2 separate regions of the Mus musculus genome follow, and region 2 is linked to region 1. The links are chromatin contacts, called in public HiChIP or PLAC-seq maps. All regions are on one chromosome and are shown on one strand. Each heading gives the region's core, a stretch centred on a gene start, on an enhancer-like site or on the middle of the called end of the contact. The rest is flanking DNA. Distances are from core to core; before and after follow the strand shown.

Evidence for each region. HiChIP or PLAC-seq counts read pairs in DNA pulled down with a chosen protein or histone mark.
Region 2: a contact with region 1 is called in an H3K4me3 HiChIP or PLAC-seq map of the SCID.adh cell line, with 11 read pairs. The contact joins the enhancer-like site here to the promoter of Degs1 in region 1. A contact is called at or near these places in 1 of 39 promoter capture datasets (the C10 cell line), 9 of 484 Hi-C or Micro-C datasets (CD8 T cells, the G1E-ER4 cell line, LSK cells and 4 more), 7 of 115 datasets of contacts at active chromatin or transcription factors (the 230-238 cell line, the SCID.adh cell line, bone marrow-derived macrophages and 3 more) and 1 of 9 other capture datasets (adipose tissue).

What each region holds. Positions count from the first base shown.
Region 1 is chr1:182,276,734-182,284,152 of GRCm38.p6, forward strand. It overlaps Degs1 (delta(4)-desaturase, sphingolipid 1), which reads right to left and starts at 6,068. Exons shown (of 3, transcript NM_007853.5): 1 at 5,889-6,068; 2 at 2,243-2,985; 3 at 1-160. The coding sequence starts at 5,970. The coding sequence ends at 14.
Region 2 is chr1:182,417,263-182,424,614 of GRCm38.p6, forward strand. All of the region lies in intron 1 of Trp53bp2 (transformation related protein 53 binding protein 2), which reads left to right. Among named protein-coding and RNA genes, the nearest start is that of Trp53bp2, 12 kb to the left of the region's middle. Within about 2 kb of position 3,624, at least 18 of the 459 cell types and tissues checked have an H3K27ac peak or open chromatin away from gene starts, as enhancers often do. A contact at or near this core is called in the SCID.adh cell line, where this site is marked.

The DNA of each region.
Region 1 (7,419 bases), core at 4,818-7,317:
TTGGCTGTGATATTTACTCCAGAATCTCGTTCCCTTTCGGAGGCCTCTTCATCCGCGAGTAGGGACTTATTGTGTCATCCGTCACAAAGTCATAGAGCACCTTGATCCAGGAGTTGTAGTGCGGGAGGTCATCGTAGTACTCACTTGCGATCTTCCTCACCTGGGAGTGAAAACACAGACAGGCGGCCGTGTTATTGAGACCTCAAGATGATGGGTGACACAGACTGAGGGACAAAATACAACCACGGGCAAGTGCTTTCCCTCATGGCCCTTTAGACCGTCTGCAGTTCTTCATGAACAAAGATGGCCTACAGATCACATACATATAAACAGTTTCATCATAATCGACACCAAATTTATGGGAAACCAGGAGCAATCAGTTTCATTTAACAGCTGGAGCAGAAAGATGGCAGCATTCCAGATGTTAAGATGACGGAGTCAGTTCAGAGCCTGGGTAAGCACCGACTCAAGACTGAGACAGACTGACAGATGCACTCAGGACCATCAGCAACACAAGAAGGCCACGAAATGTACACATTATAAAGACGCAATCAAATCCTTAATGCTAAGAATTAGAGAACCTAGGGAAGGTGACAGCCGTGTGCCCACTTCACATATTGACACAGGATGTCTGTGAGTCTTACAGTGTTGTAAAGTAACTGAAAAATGCACGCGAGAAAATGTTTCGCAGTGCTGGCGAGCTGGCTCAGCAGCTAAGAGCACTTGTGCGCTCCCTGAAGACCTGTGTTTGGCTCCCAGCACCTACATGGCGCCTCCCAACCCCCATAATTCCAGTTCCAGATGCTCCAGCACTCTCTCTTGGCTTCTGAGGGCACCAGGCATGCACATGGTACACATACAGATTTGCAAACCTGCATACACATAAAATAAAATGTCTGTGAGCAGCAAAATTCACTAATAATACACAAAACCCTTTTAAAAATTAAAATATTGAAACTACATAGGGACTGTGTAATAAATGCCAGGTAGTTACTGAATAAACAGAGTTCCTCATAGGCAGACATCTTAGAAAGAACAGGAAAGGCAGGGCTCTCCAGCACTAGCGCTGTCTACAGTCTATCGACGTAACCCAGGGGAGGAGGCAGCGTGGAGGAGCTCTTAGGAGTGAGCACTCACTGATGTGCTGATTCTTCTCCTTAAATCACACGAACATAACAACAACTGTGTTCCCTAGTCACAGAAGAGGGAAGCGTGGGCGGCTGGACTGTTAGCCTTCCTACCGGCAGAATGACACCAAGGGGCTGGGGACCAACATCACCTTGCACCACAGTTCAAAGCTGTCTCCAGACACTTGCACACTGCATTCTCCCAATCTTGAAGGCTGAGAGGACAGCAAAAGGAACTCTCAAACTTCCCAGTTGGCCCTGCGACACACTCACTCTACACGTAAAGTGCACACGGAACACGCCACTCTGCTTTCTTCCCGAGTATGGACCGACTCAGCCCTCCATGTCAACTCCAGATACTGCAACATAGACTGTATTTATGGTAGGGATTACCCGAGTAGTTTATAGTCTTTTCTTAACCAGCCCCAAAGCAACCGTCACATACCGCAATTCCTTATCATGTTGTATGTGCTTTCTCAGCAGTCAGTGTGTAAAGCTTTGAGTGGGTGGGCTAGCGTAAAGTGTCTGTCAGGGTTCCCTTTCATATACATCATAGCTTAAAAAAAAAGGATAGAAAACTATTCTTTTTTATATGTATTTCCAATTTTTAAAATTCTTTTTTTTTTTTTTTTTGTTCAGATGAAAAGAATGTAGTTGAAATGTCGTCTTCTGTTTCCTCCACACAGAAGACGTGACAAGCCTACCGTCCAGAGAGAGCGCCTGCCGGGGAGGCTGTCCACCCTACAGGTCAGTTATGCAGGTCACCTGCCTGACCTGTGTGTCATGAGAGCAACTGGCCTTAACCAACTCCAACAGTTTAACCGTGACGAATGCTCCACGAGCTGATGCTTCCTGCTCGGAGAAGCTGTTTTCACCTTCTGACGTAGTTAACCAGGTAAGAGCCAGCGCATATCCCACACCACCTCTGAGCGTAACACTAAAGATCCAAAACAGAAGACGCTGCATCCTTAGCAAAGGTAGGCTGTAGACAAAGGATCTATGTCCTCCTTTTTGGGAAATCTCATGAACCGTATTAGATTCCTTTTACAATAAGCAAGCCAAGACTACCTGATGGCATCATCATCAGGAACAAAAACATCAAGTCCTTTACTTACCATGGGCAGGTTTTTCCCAGGAACGTTGGGGAAGTCATGGTGCTCGTTATGATAGCCCACATTGAAGGTGAGCAAGTTCAGAGGCCCATAATAGGAGTAGGTTTCGTGTCCCTTCAAGAACATGTAATGTTCGGCTATAAAATGCCCAGAAATTGGGTGCAAACCCAGGCCAAGCAAGGTGGCTGCCAACATGTAGACTAAAGATTTCACTCCAAACACATAATAAATGATAATGTCAAAGGTGATCTGGATCACAGTATTGATGATTTCCAGATAGGTAATGGGTTTGGGATTGATGAACAGGGGTCTAAAAGCATAAAAGAGAGGCTGAAGGATAACCCAGACAAATTTCCTGAAAGTGGTGCAGAAGAACCAGCCCTCGAAATCGGTGGGAATATCTACATCAATCTTATCCGCTCCGAGGTACCGGTGGTGATCCATGTGGTATCTCTTAAAGGAAATCGAGTATGGCACTCCGAGAGAGAGGTTAGCAAACATTCCAAACCAGCGGTTCCACAGGGCCTTGTGGTGGCCAAAGGGGAAATTGTGGGAAATCTCATGGATAGCCAGAGTCATGGAGTGGTTAAGGCAGCTGCCAAAGACATAGGACCAAAATATGACCCATTTCCAGTCCAAATCTTTGACTAAGTAAAATGAAGCCAGCTGGACGAGAAGCATCATGGCTACAATCCAGATCAGATTGTGGTCAGGTTTCATCAAGGACTTGATCTCTGGATACTTTGCTGCAAGAAAAAATAAATAAATAAATAAATAAATAAATAAAGGAAATGAGAAAGAAAAGCAAACCATAGTTCAGCAACTATAATTAATACACTCAGATTAATGCAATTAGATTTTTCCCTTTTCTAAGTTATAATTCTCCCCCTGACAGACTTTATGAGATATTTATTTTCTAAAGGGAAAGACTATGTTCTGGTAATGAAGTCACAAAATAGCATGATACAACAGTTTATGCACGAAGAATTAATCTGGACAGTCCACATTCTTTTACACTAAAAGAATTACGTTTACGTTTAGACAAAGCCTGCACATATTTTCTTTTAAGATTTATTTGATTATTTATTTACTTTATATGTTTGAGTGTTCTGCCTGCATGTATGTTTGTGAGCCATGTGGTGCTTTGGTGCCTGCAGAGATCGGAAGAGGGAATGGAATCCCCCTAGAGCTGGTTACAGTTAGTTGTGCGCAACCATGTACCACTGGGAACTGAGCCTGTGTCCTCTGCCAGAGCCAACAAGTGCTCTTGTGCCCTTAGCCACTGAGCCATCTCTGTAAGCCAAGCTCTGGCACGTTTACCGTATATAACCATGAAGTTAGCTCAGCTGACACAGGAAAGAACGTAACATTTGTTCCATAGGATCTCTAAATCACAAAAACTCTCATTTCCACGGTTCTTTTGGACCAAGCTTCCTCCAGGGAATTCTGTTTTGAATCTTCACCACACTTTAAAAAAAACACCTGGGCATCGTGACACACATAACCTCAGCCCTCAGGAGGCTGAGGTAGTTAGTAAATTCCAGGCCAGTCTGGACTACATGGTAAGATCCTGTCTCAGAAAAGGAAACAAGGCAAAAACAAACTCCCCAAACCCAATAGTCTAAGGGCCTCATATCACCAGAGGAGAGGTTAAGTGCTGAGACGAGCAAGAGCTTAGCCACGTGAGCTTTCAAGCCAGCGAGCCTGGCATGCCCAGCAGAGGCAGAAACAAGAGAGGACGAGATGGAAAGACAGCACACTCCTGACAGCCACAGTGCACACTGTGGCGTGTGTGCACGCACATGCACTTGTGGGGGCACACCCACACGCCCACGTACCCAAAGGCAGGTAACAACTAGGTTGTGGAGAAACCAGAATCTTCATACACTGCCTGATGAGTATGTAAAATGGTTTAGACTGTCTGACATTCAACCAAAATGCTAAAGAAAGAACGGCCAGCAACCCCCAAACGAAAACGAATCCATGCCCTGTACATGAACATTCAAAGGAACACTATTAAAAACAGCTGAGAGGGGGTATCAGCTCAAATGTCTATCAAAGGAATGTTAAGCAAAATGTGGTATCACCGCACATATTAAAGGGTTGGACCCCAGCTGGCAGATCTGGTCACAGTGAGGATCCTGAATGTTCTGACCTTATCAACATATTAACCCCTCAAAGGACTCAGAATAAAAGGCATAGGAGGAGGTGTGCACTGAAAGCAGGCCCCAAAGGACGTTTCCATTTGCCCCCCAGCTTCCAGGCTGACATGAGGGGGATCAGCTTTTTTCCTTCAAACCCCTCTGGCATGATTTCACCAGACACCTCCCCCTTCCCCCCTCCCCACACACCCAAAAGCACCGGTGAGCACCGATAAGCCAGCAGCCAAAGGCCTCCCTCCCTCCCTGGAGCAGCAGACATTTATCACCGTAATGAGGCAGAGGCAATGACTATACGGAAACCCCAGAGCCCAAAGCACCTGACAGCACAGCTGGTGATAATGACTGAGGCTCACTCAATTTAAGTTCCAGGTCAGAAGTCAGGGGTGCAGCTCAATGGTAGAGAACTTACTAGCACCAGGGATCCCCTGAACGTGAATTCCACTAGAAAAATAAAGTCCATTTGAACGGCAGCTAGTCACTCTGATTTGCGAAACAAGTAATGTCTAAGTTTAGCAACTACTGCAGAAACCAGGGCCTCGCCGCCCCCTCCCCCATTAGGCAAATATTTTTAAGAAAGAGTGTGAAAATGGTGGATATGAGGCAGTTCCTCATATTAAAAGGCCTTTCATTGATTCTCTCAATTAAATCAAAACAAACAAACTAAAACAACTTTCTATATCTAGCACCAAGAAAAGAAAAAAGGCAGACTCTTTGGCTGCAGTCTAATTATGAAGATGTTGGAATCTTCTTAAACATTACTTCATCTTTTAAAATGCCGGCTCAGGCAAAGTACTGGAAAGGAAAAATTGAACTGGTTCATATATGCAAAGCTCATACCCAACAATTTGTCCTTATTCTTAAGAGCAGCCTACGTGGGATAAGAGACCTCTCTATCTCACGTGGAAACCCCCCCTCCGCCCCCCATACTCTCCTAAATCAGGCCTAGCCTGTCCTAAGGTCCGGGAGGCTAAGCTGCGCGCCTTTCCTATGCAGCCGGTCCCGCAGATCACTGGAATAAAAACTCACAGGAGCCATCCGGTCTGGGAAGCCTAGGGTCACCCGAACCTGGTCCCCCGCTAGGCCTGCAGCTGACTGGACCACGTGATTGAGGCTCCCGGGGCCGGGGATGCCCCTGGACCACGCCCTGAGCCAAGCAGGCGTCCGGGCTCGAGCCTACCGCTCCACCAGGAGCGGGGGTCACCCTCGACTGTCGGAGCAGGAGGGGCGAGTCCGGATCGCCCTACCTGGGGACCCTCAGCTCACAGGCCGGCGGAGGCCTCCAACACATGACCATCGAAGGGCTAGCAGCGAGCGGCGGCGCGCTGATCCCTCATCCCTCGGTTCTCCCGCCCGCCCGGAGCCCGCGCCGGCGGCCAAGCAGCGGAGCGGCTGGAAGGGGCCGCGGAGGCCGCGCTCGCACGGCGCGCACGGGAGGCCGCTCAGGGCCCGCACGCGGCCACGCGCACATAACGGGGTCCAGTCTTCACCTAAGATCTCCTTGCGCCGGGCGGCGTGGGGCTGGTCCGTGTAGACCCATTCGAACTCCTCTCGGGACACGCGGCTACCCATGGCTGCGGCCTGTGGACCCGCTCTGCCTCCGGCTCGTGTCCGGACGGCGGCAGCTCGAGGCCCGGCTCTAGTCGATAAGCCGCGGGGACGCGGGCAGAGGCGGGGCCTCAGGCCACGCCCCGCAATGACCACGCCCCTCGTGGGAGGCGATGGGCGGGACCTGGGTCGGCAGCCAAGAACCTTGTAGGCTCACGAAGCCTGGGAAAAGGTGAAAAGAGAAGGAAAGATTTGCGGCTGGATAAGGCTCTCGCTTTAGCGCCTCAGTGGGTGGAGTACATGGGGTGGCTACCTCTCCTTGAGTTCGGAAGATCACTGGCTTTGATTAAGTGGCAACGAGCCCATATTTCGCTTAACTTTTAATAGCAAATTATCTGTCGAGCCCTGTTTGGTTGCCTTCTGGAACTAAAACCTCCAGAGATTTGGAGTGTGTGGCAACTAAAATCTAATTTTTAAAAAAGTTTTTTTTTTCTCTTTGCTTTTCTCTCCCCTCTCTCCCGTCTTCGCCCCTCCTCACCCCTCCCGCCCCATATGTTTGCTTTTGTTTCTTGAAGTAGGTTCTCACTACCTAGCCTAGGTTATCCTCCAGCCGGTGGGCCTGCCCTTGCCTCCCAGTGGAATTTCAGACTTGTCTGAACAATGCAGTAAAGAAAAGGGAAGGGAGAGATGGGGTGGAGTTGGTGGTTCTGATGTTTCCCTACACTAATGGTTGCTCAATCATGCATCTTCCCGTGTCACAGAAGTGATCACCCGCAACTTCCTGTGGGAGGCAGGGGAGATTTGATTTCAAAATGCCTATCATTTCTTCACTTACGAGGTTTAGGGATTAGAGGTGTGGCACAGAGTTGGAGCACGGGCCGAGCAGGTGGATGGACTAAGAGCCCTGGCTTCTCCGTGGAGCCTGGAAGTGAAAGGAACTGCTAATTAAGATTAAGATTACAGGATTAGGGATTAGCAGACCAGATGACTTTCCTAAAGAAGCCAAGTGGTCATGAGTATAAATCAGACACAGACACACACCACTGCACATGCATACCACAACGGGAGAGGTGGGGACACAGAGAGACAGACATCCAAGTCTGACAAGTCTTGGAAGTACAACTGCTCATGTATAGAAAACTACAAACTACAGAGGAATCTGCTAAACTATGGGATACCATCAGCAAGATCTCACTGTAGGAAACGATATGGGAATTTTGTGTTCTCTAATAAAGGAGAAAAAAAAAACCAACAAATTAACAGGGACTTAAAGGATAAACTAGCCAGCTGTGATGTATCAGTCTTATTTATTCTGAAGGGTTAAAATGATGTGATGTTATTTAAAGATCTATCTATCTGGGTGCAGTTGCTTTCAGAGGCCAGAAAAGGGTGTCAGATCCCTTGGAGCTGAGTTACATGCCGTTGAAAGACACCCCACCTTCCATGGGTGCTGGAAACTGAACTCTGCAAGAG
Region 2 (7,352 bases), core at 2,374-4,873, 140 kb after region 1:
TTAATTAATGAAGTTTTCACATTAGCATGCCTGGACAACCTTGTAAGTGCTTTAGAAAGCTTTGACACATAGCTGGGTTGCTCTAGTGGCTTCAGACCTGACTGCTCCATGGTGTCCCTTTTGTTTGGAAGTCAGTGCTGTTTTTGTGTTCCTAACAGATGCAAAGTAGGCAGAGGCCTAAGGAAATCAAGTCAAGCTTCTTTAGTTTTAGAAACTGTTTATAATGTTTTCTCCATCGCACTAACTGTGGATGCTGACAGCTAGGTTGTGAGATGCGGGCCATTTCTGATGACTGTGTTTATTTTATGGAGCAGGAACACTATTTTGAGTAACAGATTATTTTTATTCTCTTATTTGGTATGTGCAAGTGTGCAGTTGTGCTGCCACAGTATACATGTGGACATCAGAGGACAACTTTCAAGGGAGAGGTTTTCTCCTACAGCGGCTCTGGAGATGGGGCTTGGGCTGTGAGGCCTGCACAGCCGGCACTGACCTGCTGGGCTGTCTGTCTGTCTGGCCTCCAACTGCCACTTAAAGGTATCTAAGTCTTTTGGTATGTTGTCCGTTGATCTGTAGAGCCAGAGGCATGGCGGTCGTGCTCCATTTTCCCTGTATTTTCCTTTGGTCCTTTGGCCAGTGTGCACCAGACTCTTATCTCCAGTCTGTTTTTCTCTTGGGGTGGTGCAGTGCTCACCTTGGTCACTATTTTTGTTCTAGTCTATACAAAATTGTGTTTTCCTTGTGGTCTTTCTGAGCAACAGTTTTTCCCTCTCCAGGATTCTTCAAGAATACAATATAATAACGTCCTTATCCAGATACCAAGTTTCTTTGTTACCCAGCCCAATGAAATTAAGCCCGGTGGTATCAAGGCTATATCCCATTTCTGAAGTTTTAGCTACCTGCAGGAAGTGATCAAAAGATTCAAAACGCCAGCGTCAGTATTTACAAGAGAGCATCTGGCTGCACTTACTGCCCACTGCATGCTCCTGAGGAATCTCATCAGGGTGCTGCAGGGCTTACTTGGTGTGTTTACTTTTTCCGCTTGCTCACAATCAGTGTGAAACAAGTCACGTAATCATAAAGTAGCATTGCCCACTTCAGGGGAGAGCACAGCAGCGTTAACCTTACAGAGGAGTTGCAGACAGAACGAAGGTATTTATTTATTTTATGTTTTTTAAGACAGACTTTCTCTGTGTAGCCCTGGCTGTCCTGGAACTCACTCTGTAGACCAGGCTGGCCTCGAACTCAGAGATCTGCCTGCTTCTGCCTCCCAAGTGCTGGCATTAAATAAAGGCTTGCACCGCCAAACTTTGTCTCCAAATAGGCACAGTTTTATCCTTTTCATTTGAGACATTGTCTTGCTTTGAAAAAGCTCACTATGAAGTAATGCCATGTGCTTATGGATAACTGACCACCAGGTTCTAGCCTGCTGTCTTCTGTGGAGCCTCAAGTCTCTGACTTAGGGCCATTAGTTCACTCAGACAGAAGTAGATTGTGCAGCTGCTGTGTGCAGGGCCTGAGTGAGCTCAGTGGGATGTAGTGAGGCACGAGAGGTTGACAGGCAGAGAACATGTACTCTGTGGCAGTTGGGGGGTTTGTGTAGGAGCAGCTAGAAGAGGTTTTATGTCTAAGGCTACAATTGTAGGGATGGCTTCACAAGGGAATGCTCAGGGTCTGCAAATAAGCTGTTCTAGACGAGAAGAGAGGAAAGTGTGGATTTTAGATTTCTTGCTTGGTGACTTGAAACTTACTGTGGAGCACATCATTTAATAGAAGTTTTAGGGCTCCCCGTTATATGTAACTGGCCTGGAACTTGGAATGATCCTTCTGCCTCATTGTCTTGGGTGCTAAGATTATAGGTGTGAGCTACCATATCCAACTAAGCTTTAAGCACATAGCACTCCTGATCAAAACAAACAAACTACTCCAAAATCTGAAATCTTAAATGTGGACAAGAGGTCATGAGTAGAAAATTTGACATCTAATTTCACGTGAAGAGTAGCAGTTAAAAATGCAACCTTTATGTATGTATTAGGTGATAAGACACATGAATTTATATTTACACTTGAGTCTCCTTCATAAGATTTTTATGGGTATTTTCAAATATAGAGACAAAGTGAATTCTGGAATATTTGTAGTCCTGAGCCTTTTGGGTAAAGAATACTCAGCCTTTATTTCCTATAATTGCATTAGAATTAATCAGAATATGCAAAACTATTCTGATGACTTCCCCATCAATAAAGCTTACACTTCTTATCCCTTAAAAACATTTTATCTATTTATTTTTATGTGTATGGGTGTTTTGGCTACATGTATGTCTGTGTACCGTGTATGTGTAGTACCCATAGAAGAGTGAAGCAAACTGGGACTAGAGTTACAGCTGGTTATGAGCCACCATGTGGGTGCTGGGAATTGAATTACAGTGTTCTGGAAGAGCAGCCAGTGCTCTTAATTGCCAAGCCATCTCTCCAGCCCAGCACTTCTTATTCTTGAACTTACATAATCCAGCTGTGTATTATTAATCTTTCCATTCTGCCACAAGAAGGCAGTTTTTCATCACTATATTCCTATTACGTGAACTATGTCTGTATGGTAACTGTGCATGTTAGTGAGCGCATGGTTCAGGGACACTGAGGTCAGCAAGGGGCAGGGGCTAAGGGGCAGGCAGACAGGGGCTTCCTTTGAGTGACTGACTTTGATGATTACCATGAATAGAGAAGCAGCTGTTAATTTGCTTATATTAGGAATGGTTATGTTACATGACAGCAAAGACCAGCAGGATCCTTGCTTATAAAACTCTATTTTTCATGTATAATCCTATTTTGCTTTAATTAAAATAACCACATTTTGCCAGGCAGTGGTGACGCATGCCTTTAATCCTAGCACTTGGGAAGCAGAGGCAGGTGGATCTCTGGTTTTGAGGCCATCCTGCTCTACAGAGTGAGTTCTAGGACAGCTACACAGAGAAACCCCGTCTCAAAAACAAAAAACAAAAAACCAAACCAAAACAATAACAACAACAACAAAACCCCACAATTTATTGTGTAGCTCCTCCATGTTGATTGTTTTAGAAAATGTTAGTCTGCTCCACATGGTATTAAGTGCCAGCATAGTTTATGTGTGATTAGCTTTCTCACAGAATATTGCTCAGATTGATATCTGTGTTACTAGCCAATTCTAACTTCTTTTAAGTGTCCCGAAAATAGTTGATAATGCAAAAAAAAAAAGTCATTGGCTATGATTTTGTTTTAAATAACTCATATTTGACTGATAGAGACTGATAGACTTAAAAGTATGCCAGGATAAAAGGCAGTGTATTTAGTGAGCACAGACGAGCTAAATTAGATTGAGTCTAATAGAAGATTGGTAGAACTCATAGCAATTTCAACGTGACAGCCCAGAGTAGACTCTAGGTATGAGAAAACTTGACAAGCATATTAGGCTGTTATGAGGAGTGACCTTCTGAGAACCGTATTACAGCTGGAATGTCCTCAGGGAGGGTGGGAAAGGACTCAAAGAGACATGTGCCTGGGGCTCCCGAAGAAGGTTCCACATCCACTGAGACTGTATGCTGCCTCTCAGAGATTGTGGGGAACCCTGCACTGGCTTCATGCAGAAGCTGGGACAGAGCATGCCTGTGTGAGAAAGCCAGCCGACCTGACTGGTACATTTCCTGTCAGCAGAGTGACCACAGGAACAGGAGGCTGACTGGAATGGTCTGAACTTTTGAAACCCCTTCAAGTGTTGCATAGCTATGGTCAGGCTGAAAAACCCAGGCCCTGGCATATGATAGACCCTTGCTCTGCCCCGAGCAATACCACAGTCCTTAATGTTATTTTTTTAATTAAAAAATTCAATATTGTTTGTGTACGATACACAGACAGATCCACACATGGGAACACACATGTTCATGCACAGACATGTACACGAACACAGCTTTGTGGACACAGTTTTCCCTTTCCTGCTTTATGTATGTATGTTCTGGGGCTCAAACTCAGGACATGAGGCTTGTGTTGTAACTTATCCACTGAGGCATCTCATTGGCCCTGTTATTTCTTAAGTCCTCTCTGTGGGGGCCGGGAGGATGGGTCCTTGGGTAAAGTGCTTGCTGTGGAAGGAAGCATAGACCTTGAATACAGATCCACAGAAAAGCCAGGCTTGGCAATGCAGGACTGTAGCTCCAGTAGTGTGTGTGTGGGGGGAGTGCAGATAGATAGGTTCAGGGGTGACGGTAGGAGGCTCACTGGCCAGCCAATCTAGCCAGTTGGTCAGTTCTATTTCAGTGAGAGACCTTGTCTCAAAATGTAACCTGAAGAACAATAGAGGAAGACACTTGATGTCAGCTCTGACTTCCATGTGACACCCCTGTGCACACACACAGATGCACGCATAGACAATCCTTACTGAGTCAAAGTGTTTGAAGGTTAATTTTGCAGGGCTGGGTAAAAAGGAACTTTGTAGTATTGTTCCCAGAAAGCAGTCTGGGGCTTTGAGTGAGTTCAGCAAAATATAAAACTGGAGGAACAATTCACATTTGTTCTTTACTGAAGCATAGAAAACCGGTCAGCTTTCCTCTAAATCCCACCACTAGCTCAGTATCCTAGCAGCTTTGTGGGAAGTTTCTTATGTGTTGGGGATTTTGAGAAGGATTTTTGTTCTTTTTATAGATGGTTCATTTTTCTTTGAAGGGCACGTTTTTTTCTCCTTGTATGCCTATTTCCTCCAGGTAAGCCTCAGGTAAGCATGAGTTTTCGCAAATGGCAACTCTGAATTGTGGTCAGCCTTCCTGTTCTTACAACAAACATCTTAGACCCACATTCCAGTTTTCTTCCTCTGCGACTTCACATGGCTTTTAAAACCAAATGAACAGGGCTGCAGAGGTGGCTCAGTGAGTAAAGGTCCTTATTGCCGTGATGGCAACCTGAGTTTGATCCCAGGGAGCCATGTGCTGGGAAGAGAAACCAATAGCTGCAGGTTGTCTTTCACCTCCACGCATACAGCGGATGTGCATACCGCCTCCAGTGAATATACACGTCCGTACATACGTACATACGAACATACATATATAGCACCAAGTAAATAAACGTACCCCTCTGACTCAAAATAAGCTTCTTGCAGTGCCCTAGCCAGTGTTGAGTGTGTCTTCTTGGAAAGGTTGCTCCTTCTTCCCTCTGAATCGGCTTCTCTTTGAAAATAAGCGTTCTTATGTCAGTGATAAAACATTAATTACAGTAACTGCGTGAACTATAACAATGGGGCTGTGACCTGTTCTTTTTGACCAAATACTATGTGTTTCCTTGTGTTTCTGGAAGTTCTGTACAGACATGGCTTTGGCACAAATTACTGTGCCATGTGCTGGAGGCTGCATTTTATCTTTTCCTGCATGTTTTCCCTTCTGAGATTGATCCGATCATTGCAAGAGGCAGAAACAAGCAACAATCATATTAGGCATGCTTTCAAGCTGTAAATTATTTTTAAAAAATTAACATTGACTTTTTATTTTAATTTAAGGGAAATTGGTGTGTACTTCTCTGATATTATTTCTGTGTTTCCATGTTAGTCAATTATTTGTATATCTATTTGGTTTTGGTTTTGAGTCAGAGTTTATTTCACTTTGTATCCCAGGCTGGCCTTGAACTCTCTAAGTATCCAAGGCTGGCTTTGAACTTGAGCACTCTGTCTCTTGACTCTCTAGTGCTTGTATTATCGGTGTGTGTGTGTGTGTGTGTGTGTGTGTTTATGTCAGGCTTATGTATCTCAACACTTGTCTTATTCTCTGTTCATAGTGACAGTAATTAGTAGCTGGGGCACAGTACCCCTAATATTTGTATTTTTACTGAATTCTTCTGTGTTGCTGGATAGTTTTCCCTTTCATTGTTTACGGATGTAACATTGAACTGAAAATCTTCAGGCAGTTAGACTTCTTTCATTCCAGTCATTTCTTTGAATTCCAGGAGTAAGGTTACAAAATACAGCTGGGCAGTGATGGTGCACGCCTTTAATCTCAGCACTTGGGAGGCAGATACAGGTGGATCTCGGAGTTCCAGGACAGCCTGGTCAAAAACCAACCAACCAACCAACCAAACAAACCTCCAAACCAAACCAACCAAACAAAAATATAACGATTTTATGACTTCTGATACTTGGTTTACTTTTTTGTTTGTTTGTTTGTTTGTTTGTTTGTTTTTGAGACAGGGTTTCCTTGTGTAGCTCTAGCTGTCCAGGAACTTGTTCTGTAGACCAAGATAGCTTTAAGCTTAGATTCACCTGCCTCTGCCTCCCTGGGATTAAAGGTGTGCCCAGCCTTTTTCTTTTTCTTTTTTGGTTCCATAGCCGAATCACAGGAGTCTTCCAATTATTAAAAGTGAAAAATTGCAAATATAGCCAAGGCAAGCACTATAGTGGCTCATAACCATCTGTAACTCAGGTTACAGGGAATCCAGCGCCTATGCCTTAGCAGGTACCTCCCTTCATGTGGATAGAGAAATGTGTGCTCATGTGCTTATGCATGTGTGCACACACACATACACAAGCACACACAGTCCATGCATATATACACAAGCAAACGCTAATTGCATGAAAAATAAAATAAAAACTAAAGTAAATCTTTAAAGAAATGGAGTCCTAAGCTATGGGGCCTTTGTGTCTGGCTTTTGTCACTTAAGGTGTTCTTTTAAGGTTTGTGTTGTCACAAATCTTCATTGTTTATGGTAATTTTCATTCCATTGTAATATTATGGGGGTTAAATTTTTGTTTGTTGATTGTTTCAGTTGTTTCTTGACTAAAGTTGAGGCAGCATGGTTATGCCAAAAATGTATTATTAAATATATCTTACATTGCACAGCAAAGATGTGTTGGAGTAATAATATGCATGAATAAAAGTGATACTTTATGGTTGTAAGTTGATTCCTTAAACCAATTATATATATAAATATTAATATATACATAGTATATAATAATTGGCTTGGAAATTAAAATTCTCCTGCCTCAGTTTCCCAAGTGTGAATGCTACCATATATGACTTTAAAATTTGTTTGATTTTTCATCATGGTGACTCAAAATCACTTGATCCAAACAAAACAATTCCTGCTTCATTTTGTTTCTGCTTTATTTGTGGGAATTAAACTGTCATTTTGAGAATACTTGGCTCCTTTACAAGAATGTGCTTGTGAAACAAAGCTAAAGGGAGGTAGCAGTGCCTGCCCAGCCTTCGCTCTCACACCGACATCACAGGTGGCTTAACTTGCTGCCATCTCTCTATTCTTCAAAAAAAGGAAGGAGAAAAGAATTGATATTTATTGAAAACAAGGCTGCATTTCTCTCTCTTTATAGCATTTGAAATATAATTATAG